Regions from separate parts of the Callithrix jacchus genome. Here region 1 is linked to region 2. The links are chromatin contacts, called in public Hi-C maps. All regions are on one chromosome and are shown on one strand. Each heading gives the region's core, a stretch centred on a gene start, on an enhancer-like site or on the middle of the called end of the contact. The rest is flanking DNA. Distances are from core to core; before and after follow the strand shown. Region 1 overlaps MPRIP (myosin phosphatase Rho interacting protein). Region 2 has its middle 32 kb from the start of MPRIP.

Region 1 (3,459 bases), core at 646-3,145, 140 kb after region 2:
AAGTTTGGGTTTCTCCTTGTCTGGGTTTTGCTTCAGGTGACCTGAACAAAACCACTCGGTTCTCCGTCAGCTTAGCTGGGAGCTCCTGTCCCCAGCAGCCAGCAGAGAGCACCAGTAGGGAGCCCACCTGCATAGGCCTTGCCATCGGGGGTTGGACTGCAGGTATGGCTTCAATGACATAACCACGATATGGACGTTAATAAGTTTTTGTTAAAGATCCACAGGCTAGGCAGGCTGTCAGAGGGGGGCAGGTGGTAGGCCCACACCTCAGGTCCTGTGCCACAATGGCAACTACAAGCATGTAGGAGAGGACCTCCCTATTTAAGGGTTTCTTGGGTTAGGGTGTCCTAATTTCACAGTGTTGCTTTTGATTGGGTGCCTCAAATAACTAGCAGCAGGGAAGTTGCACCGCTTGGCAGGATGTTGGGATTGAAACAGGGCTCTATAGAGGGACTTCTTATCTCTCTGGGTCAGCCTTGGCCAGACCTAGGCAGCAGCCACCTGTGAGTGGTTCCTCCCTCACTCCTCAGAGACAGGATTCTGAGCAGAAGCTCCCAGTATGCTCTGTCCTGGTAGTTGTCCTGACAATTTCTTGCCTGTTCTCACTTAGTCTCGCTCCTTGGAATAATAAAAAAAGACATCAAAGCTGGTTTCTGAGGAGATGGCTGTAGAAAAGTGGAGAGCACCGGGGACCAGAGGTGGGGTGACCCGTGTCTCTGTGGGGCCCAGCCAGGTGGGCTGCAGGTGGCACTGCTCTCTCAGGATACTCTTCAGGTTCCAGGTGTGTCTGGGCAACACAGGTGGAGAAAGGACAGAGCCCTGTGCCTGGGTGCTGCCCCGCTGTCTGCTGTCCTGCTCCTTGACCTGTGGGGAATACAGGTCAAGCCTGCTCCTGGTGGAGAAATGGCCGGAGGGTCTCAGCGGGGCTGCAGCTGCTGCTTCCTAAAACCACACATCTCTGTTTCCCAGGCTTCCTGTGGCTTCTGCAAGAACTTTTGAATCAATTCTTTCAGTCTTCCCTGCAGATGTTTCCCTTCAAATAAAGTGCTCTGTGACTCTTCTTCTGGGCTTGTTTTCTGCCCCCCAGATAGGCCCTGTGCTGTGAGCCCTGTACAGGCTGGAGCCCACGCCGCTCACAGGGCAGTGAGACCATACCTTCTTTCCTGCCAGCCTGCCAGGCCCACCATCTCCTTCTTGAAGGTTGAGCATGCCTATAGAAGGCAGGTTGTGGGCAGCACCCACCAGGGTGAGGGGGCTGCACAGGCTTGTCTGGCAGGTGGAGAAACCCCTTTCCTGGTACCCGCCTCATCTGGACAGCAATACCGGCCCCATCAAACACCTATGACCCTATCGGAGTCTCCTCTGAGCTGTTTCTTTTTCTCCCTTTCTCACTCAGCCCGACCTGCTGAATTTCAAGAAAGGCTGGCTGACTAAGCAGTATGAGGATGGCCAGGTGAGTGTGCAGGGTTGCCGTGGCCCCTGGGGAGTCTTGGGGCAGGATGAGGGTGAGCTGACCTTGTCCCCAGCCAGTCGGCGAGCGCTGGCTCCATGCCTGGCTCCTCCATGCATGCCCCTTGTCTTACAGACCAAGGCTGTGGCTGAAATTCCCATCTGCTCCTAGAAGTGCAGGCACACAGCCTCCATTTTTGCAGTGGAGGGTGCTCTGGAGGGGCGCTCAGTCGGCCTGTCTGCTCATGGCAAGGGGTCTTGGCCTCAGGCCTTAGGGATGCCTTATAACACTAGCCCCCACTTGGTGATCTTTCCTAAAAGTTCTTTAGGGGCCTGGCTTCCCCAGGGACAAAGAAAGCCTCTGGCTGTGGGGTTGGCTTATGTTTCCATGCAAGCTAGCCAAGTAGACGGTAGCCTAGCACTCTAGCACTCTCATGCGTGAGACCCCTCAGCTGCAGTGGCAGTGTTAGCCCTGGAAAGAGCAAACATGGTACATTCTTGCCATGAGACTCAAGCAGGAAGAACCATCTGAGGCTGGACCTGCCAGCCCACCTTGACCCTGTGCTGTGGGCTGGAAGGCCAGGGCTCCCAAGGAGGCATGAAGAGGAGCCTGCTGGGTCCTTACCTAAGAGGCCCCGAAACCCAGCCCATCCGCACTCCCTTCCTGCTTCCTGAGCTGCTATGGCAAGACATCCTCTTTCTCTCTCCTCCATATCAAATGCCCTTGGCCTGGCCTGAAGATTCAAGGTCCCCTCCTTACTGCTCACAGTGAAGACTTGGTCTCTAGCTGGTTAGTTACCCGTGCAGGCTGCCACCTGCAGGTGGAGATGCTGTTTCACAGCCACCTTTCTGTTCCGATGGGCCCAGCCTGTTTGCAGCCTCTAGTTATTGAGGACTGCACGGCCTGGCCACCAGCCACACCACTGGTCATAGAGTCCACAGCCAAGCCCTGCTCAGCTGTCTGTGCTGCGTCTTCACTGGAGGGTTGCAGCTTAGCGAGCGTCCTGAGGACGTGAGTGCATGGCTGCCTGCGGGTCCCAGTACAGTCCCCTGTGTGCTGTCAAGGGAGTGGGTCAGCCTGTCCCCTGCTTTCCCTGTGCTGGGAAGGCCGCACAGGCTGGCTGTGCATTGCCGTGGAGTGGCAGGCATGCTGTATGGGAGTTGGTAGTCGAGTCTTACTTCTTTTCTTCCCCTTCAGTGGAAGAAACACTGGTTTGTCCTGGCTGATCAAAGTCTGAGATACTACAGGGATTCAGTGGCTGAGGAGGTGAGTGTCTGGGCTTTGCTTCTGCTGTGGAGACAGCTGGAAGGGTCCAGGTAGCATCTGGGGCTGGGAGATCTGCTTCCCCTAGGCTGATGTCTCCACTCCTGAGGACAATGCCCTTCAGTGGTGTTCCCTTGCCAAAGGTGTGTCCATATTGCCCTCAGGTTTCCCAGTCCCAGCCTGGTGGGAAGGTGAGCACAAGATCAGCCTTTGTCCTTGTGACTATTTTCCTGGCTATGATGCCAGACTTCATCAAGGCCCTGAATTAGGTGCCTACATGCAGTGGATTTGGGCAGCTTTTATTTTCTCTGTTCTTTGAAAAGCACTGAAATTTGAAAACTCAGGATAAACAGTTTTGTTTTTTCCACAAAGAGATTTCATGGTAAATGGAGTTGGAAGAATTTAGCTAAATCTTGTCCCCTGCCTTCTGGACAAGGACAAGATATGATAGATGAGCTTTGTTGGGCCACTTGGCAATCCTGATTCTGTGGTCAAAGAACAACTAGAAGGGGCTTTCTTTTTTCACCTACAAATAAAATAACCTCTTCTAAACAGTTTGGCAAGCCTCTTCCGCCATTTCCCCAGTAGTTCTACTCCAGGAATCCCTCAGATATACTTCCACATACTCAGGTTAGTCATTCCCACACATTTGCAATAGCCAGAAGATTGGAAAGAGCCTAAATACCCATCGCTAAGAGCTAGAGTATCAAATACTCTGAGCCAGTCTTTTACAGACTAAAGGCGGT
Region 2 (3,447 bases), core at 856-3,355:
AATGTTTTTAATAGAATTGGTTTCACAATCGTTCAGGATTTGGGTGATGGGTCCTCCCTGCCCAGACACTGCCAACCCACAACTGGAGGGGCGTTTAAGGCACATTACTTCATGATTAGAATTACAGTTTGATTAATATTACAATTGCAAAATTATACACAATTTTCACACTCATAATTTAAAATATTTTGTTTTGACGAAATTCTTTGCTTTCACAATAAAAAATCAATAGTATGCTGGGCACGGTGGCTCACACTTATAATCCCAGAGCTTTGGGAGGCTGACTGAGGTGGGAGTTCAGGAGGTCAGGAGTTCTAGACCAGCCTGTCTAATTTGATGAAACTCCATTTCTACTAAAAAATACAAAAATTAGCCGGGTGTGGTGGGACATGCCTGTAGTCCAAGCTACTCAGAAGGCTGAGGCAGGAGAATCACTTGAACCCGGGAGGCAGAGGTTGCAGTGAGCCAAGATCATGCCACTGCACTCCAGCCTGGGTGACAGAGTGAGGCTCCATCTCAAAAAAGAAGATCAATAGTGCACAGTACATTGAACTCTGTAACAAAATTATTTTTGAAAAAATGTAGAAGTGAGAAATAGGGATTTCCTAAATTTCTTTTCTTTTTTCTTTGAGACAGAGTTTCGCTCTTGTTACCTAGGCTGGAGTGCAATGGCATGATCTTGGCTCACTGCAACCTCCGCCTCCTGGGTTCAGGCAATTCTCCTCCCTCAGCCTCCTGAGTAGCTGGGATTACAGGCACGTGCCACCATGCCCAGCTAATTTTTTGTATTTTTAGTAGAGATGGGGTTTCACCATGTTGACCAGGATGGTCTCGATCTCTTGAGCTCGTGATCCACCTGCCTCAGCCTCCCAAAGTGGGGATTTCCTAAATTTCTTTACTTTATATTCTATCACAAAGTTGGCCAAAGTTCAATATTAAATAAATAGATATCTTTCCTAATAAAAGTTTTTAGAACAGTTTTCCTAAGGAAATACATTCATAAGACTGTTTACCTTCTGTTTTACAGTAGTAACAGGAACATAGGGATTCCCACTCATGAGGAGTCCCTTGCTTGGCTCCTGGCACCCGCCCAGGTGCACTATATTACCTGGTGGAGTCACAGAAGCAGGCTGGGCTTCTGTGAGTGAGGTTTCTTCACCTGGAATTCTGGTTCCATGCTTGTGCTTAGTCTGTGTGGTTCTCATAAACACAGAGAACCTGCCTGTCCACCCCTGGTCCTGAAGACTGACGGGTCAAGGAGGTGTTGGTGACTGTTGTGTTCACACCGCGGTAACCAGGTGGTGATTACTGCATTCTTTGCTGACTTTGGTAACCAGGTGTCCGGGGAGGAGCGACCGGGAGTGGCTGAGCTGTTGCCTGGACTCGGCTTCTGATTTTGCAGCCGAGTCAGATGCAGGCCCAAGGGTCCAGGGGAGTTGTTCAGCGCCTAGAGTCACTGCACGATGCTTCTACTCTGTTCTCCCAGGCACGGACAGGCACCTGGAGGGCAGCTTCGCTCCTCTGGCCACCTGGAGACCTCTCAGAGGTGCAGATGGGACAAACTGGGGGCCTCTCAGAATACCCACTCATGCAAGGAAGGCCAGGCCCCAGCCTGCTCTGATGAACATCAGGATGGTGGCTGCAGTAGGGAACCAGGGCCAGCCTTGGATCTGTCCAGCAGGGTCACTGACTGGGCAGGCTTTTCTGTATAAAGAGAGGCTAGATTTTGTGCTCAGAATTGGTTGAAATGCCTGCAGAGTGTGGAGAACAACCACTGACCACTGAAAGTCACCGCGCTTGATCTGTGATGGCCGAGCCACTGATCCAGATAATCCAACCCTAGCTTCTAAGCTCTCAGTGGTACAGAGTTTGCCTCTGTCCATCCTGGCCTGGCGTGCAGGCTGCCCCATCAGCATTTACTCAGAGCCCAAATCGCAACAGGGCAGGTCCCTGCCAGCTGAGGGAGCTGTTCTTCCAGCTCAGCCAGGGCTTGGCCAGTCTTATCTGCTGGGACAAAGCCCAGCCAGAGCTCTGGGCACTGTGGTTCTGAAGGCCTGAGGCACGCGGCTTTACCCGGGCTGGGTACCGAGAACTATGCTCGAGGCTGATGGCAGTGTCTCTGGGGGGCTGGGGGACTCAGGCATGGGAAGCCCATTCTGCACGTAGCCACAGCATAAGAAGTGCTTTTTCCTGTGATGGTTCAGTGATAACCATGATGGCAGTGACGCAACATCCTCCCAGCTTGGTTTTCAAACACGGGAAGGGCTTCTCAAAAGTCACACAGCTGGTCAATGTTTGAACCAGGATGGCAGAGGTTTGTGTGAAGCCATGGGTGGAGCTGTCTAAATGCCAGGAGAAGGATCACCCTGGAGGCGGGTGACACAGAGGACAGTGCAGGTCAGAGGCAGAAGCTGGCCCAGATGCCATGCAAGCTCAAGGCCACTTTCCCAGAGAAGTGAGAAGAGGCCAGGCTGCCAGGGACGGTGTGGCCTCTTCGAGCCCTCACTGGTCCTGATTTTGAGGGGTGACTCATGCCAGCTTGTACATCCACTACTGTCTCAAGTTGCTCTGGGTTCCTTAACACAGACCAGAGGGATTCCTGCATCCCAGGAATCCAGGAATGGGTGGGGGAGTTGCAGGTTGAGAAGACAGAGGTGAGTGGCCCCAGGGCTCCTCCCCTGTTGAGTCACGGGAAGGGAATGGAAATGCCGTGTGTCGAAGCTGAGTCAGTGCCCAGCCTCACCTTCTCGGGATCTCACACGGGCTATGAGGTGCAAGGCCCACCTGTCCCCACCTCCTTGGGGGCACAGTCTCTCTGCCTCCTCTCCTGAGCATGAGGAGGGTGAGCAGGAAGGATTTAGGTTAGCTCTCAAGAAGGACTTCCTGACTCACGCCAGGTGACACTGGGAGGTATTTCTCAAAGGAAGTTGTGAAATCTTCCTTGGGACCAATTTGAGGTTTGGTCTGGGGCCAACCAGTCTTATCTTTATGGCTCTAGAATGTTTTCAAGTGTTAGATATTCCTTCCTCAACGTGGCTCAGGGAGCACCCGATGTGTGCCAGGCCTAGTGGCAGAAGCAAGGCCAGCTGAGTGTTGGACATGCCCCCTCTGGAGGTCTTTTCCAGGTCAGCATTCCAGCAGCCATGGAGGAGGCCTCCCCCACCTGTCTCCTCCTCTCCTCCTCCTGGCTCCCTTGGGCAGTCTGCTCTGCCAGCCACACCACACGCCACTTTCGGATTCCAGAAGGAAACTATGGGCAATAAATAGGACAAAGGGTCACTTCCTTCCTGTGCAAATCCCCAGCAGCATTTGCCAAGTGCTGGGCATGGGAGGGCACCCTCCTAGGTGCCTTACCTGCCTTCACTCCTCCACGGCCCTGTAAGGAAGTTACTCCCCTTTCACAGAGAAGAAAAGTGAGGCTCGGCGAGGTGAGCAGCTTGGCTACAG

What was found. A called contact is a pair of places that touch in the nucleus more often than the background predicts.
Region 1: a contact with region 2 is called in a Hi-C map of induced pluripotent stem cells, with 2.1 times the contacts expected there. The contact joins two enhancer-like sites. A contact is called at or near these places in 2 of 3 Hi-C or Micro-C datasets (induced pluripotent stem cells and skeletal muscle).

What each region holds. Positions count from the first base shown.
Region 1 is chr5:62,262,321-62,265,779 of calJac240_pri, forward strand. MPRIP (myosin phosphatase Rho interacting protein) reads left to right here. Exons shown (of 23, transcript XM_078372232.1): 9 at 1,397-1,453; 10 at 2,648-2,716. Among named protein-coding and RNA genes, the nearest start is that of PLD6, 72 kb to the right of the region's middle. Within about 2 kb of position 1,896, at least 2 of the 16 cell types and tissues checked have an H3K27ac peak or open chromatin away from gene starts, as enhancers often do.
Region 2 is chr5:62,118,121-62,121,567 of calJac240_pri, forward strand. No RefSeq gene overlaps it. Among named protein-coding and RNA genes, the nearest start is that of MPRIP, 32 kb to the right of the region's middle. Within about 2 kb of position 2,106, at least 6 of the 16 cell types and tissues checked have an H3K27ac peak or open chromatin away from gene starts, as enhancers often do.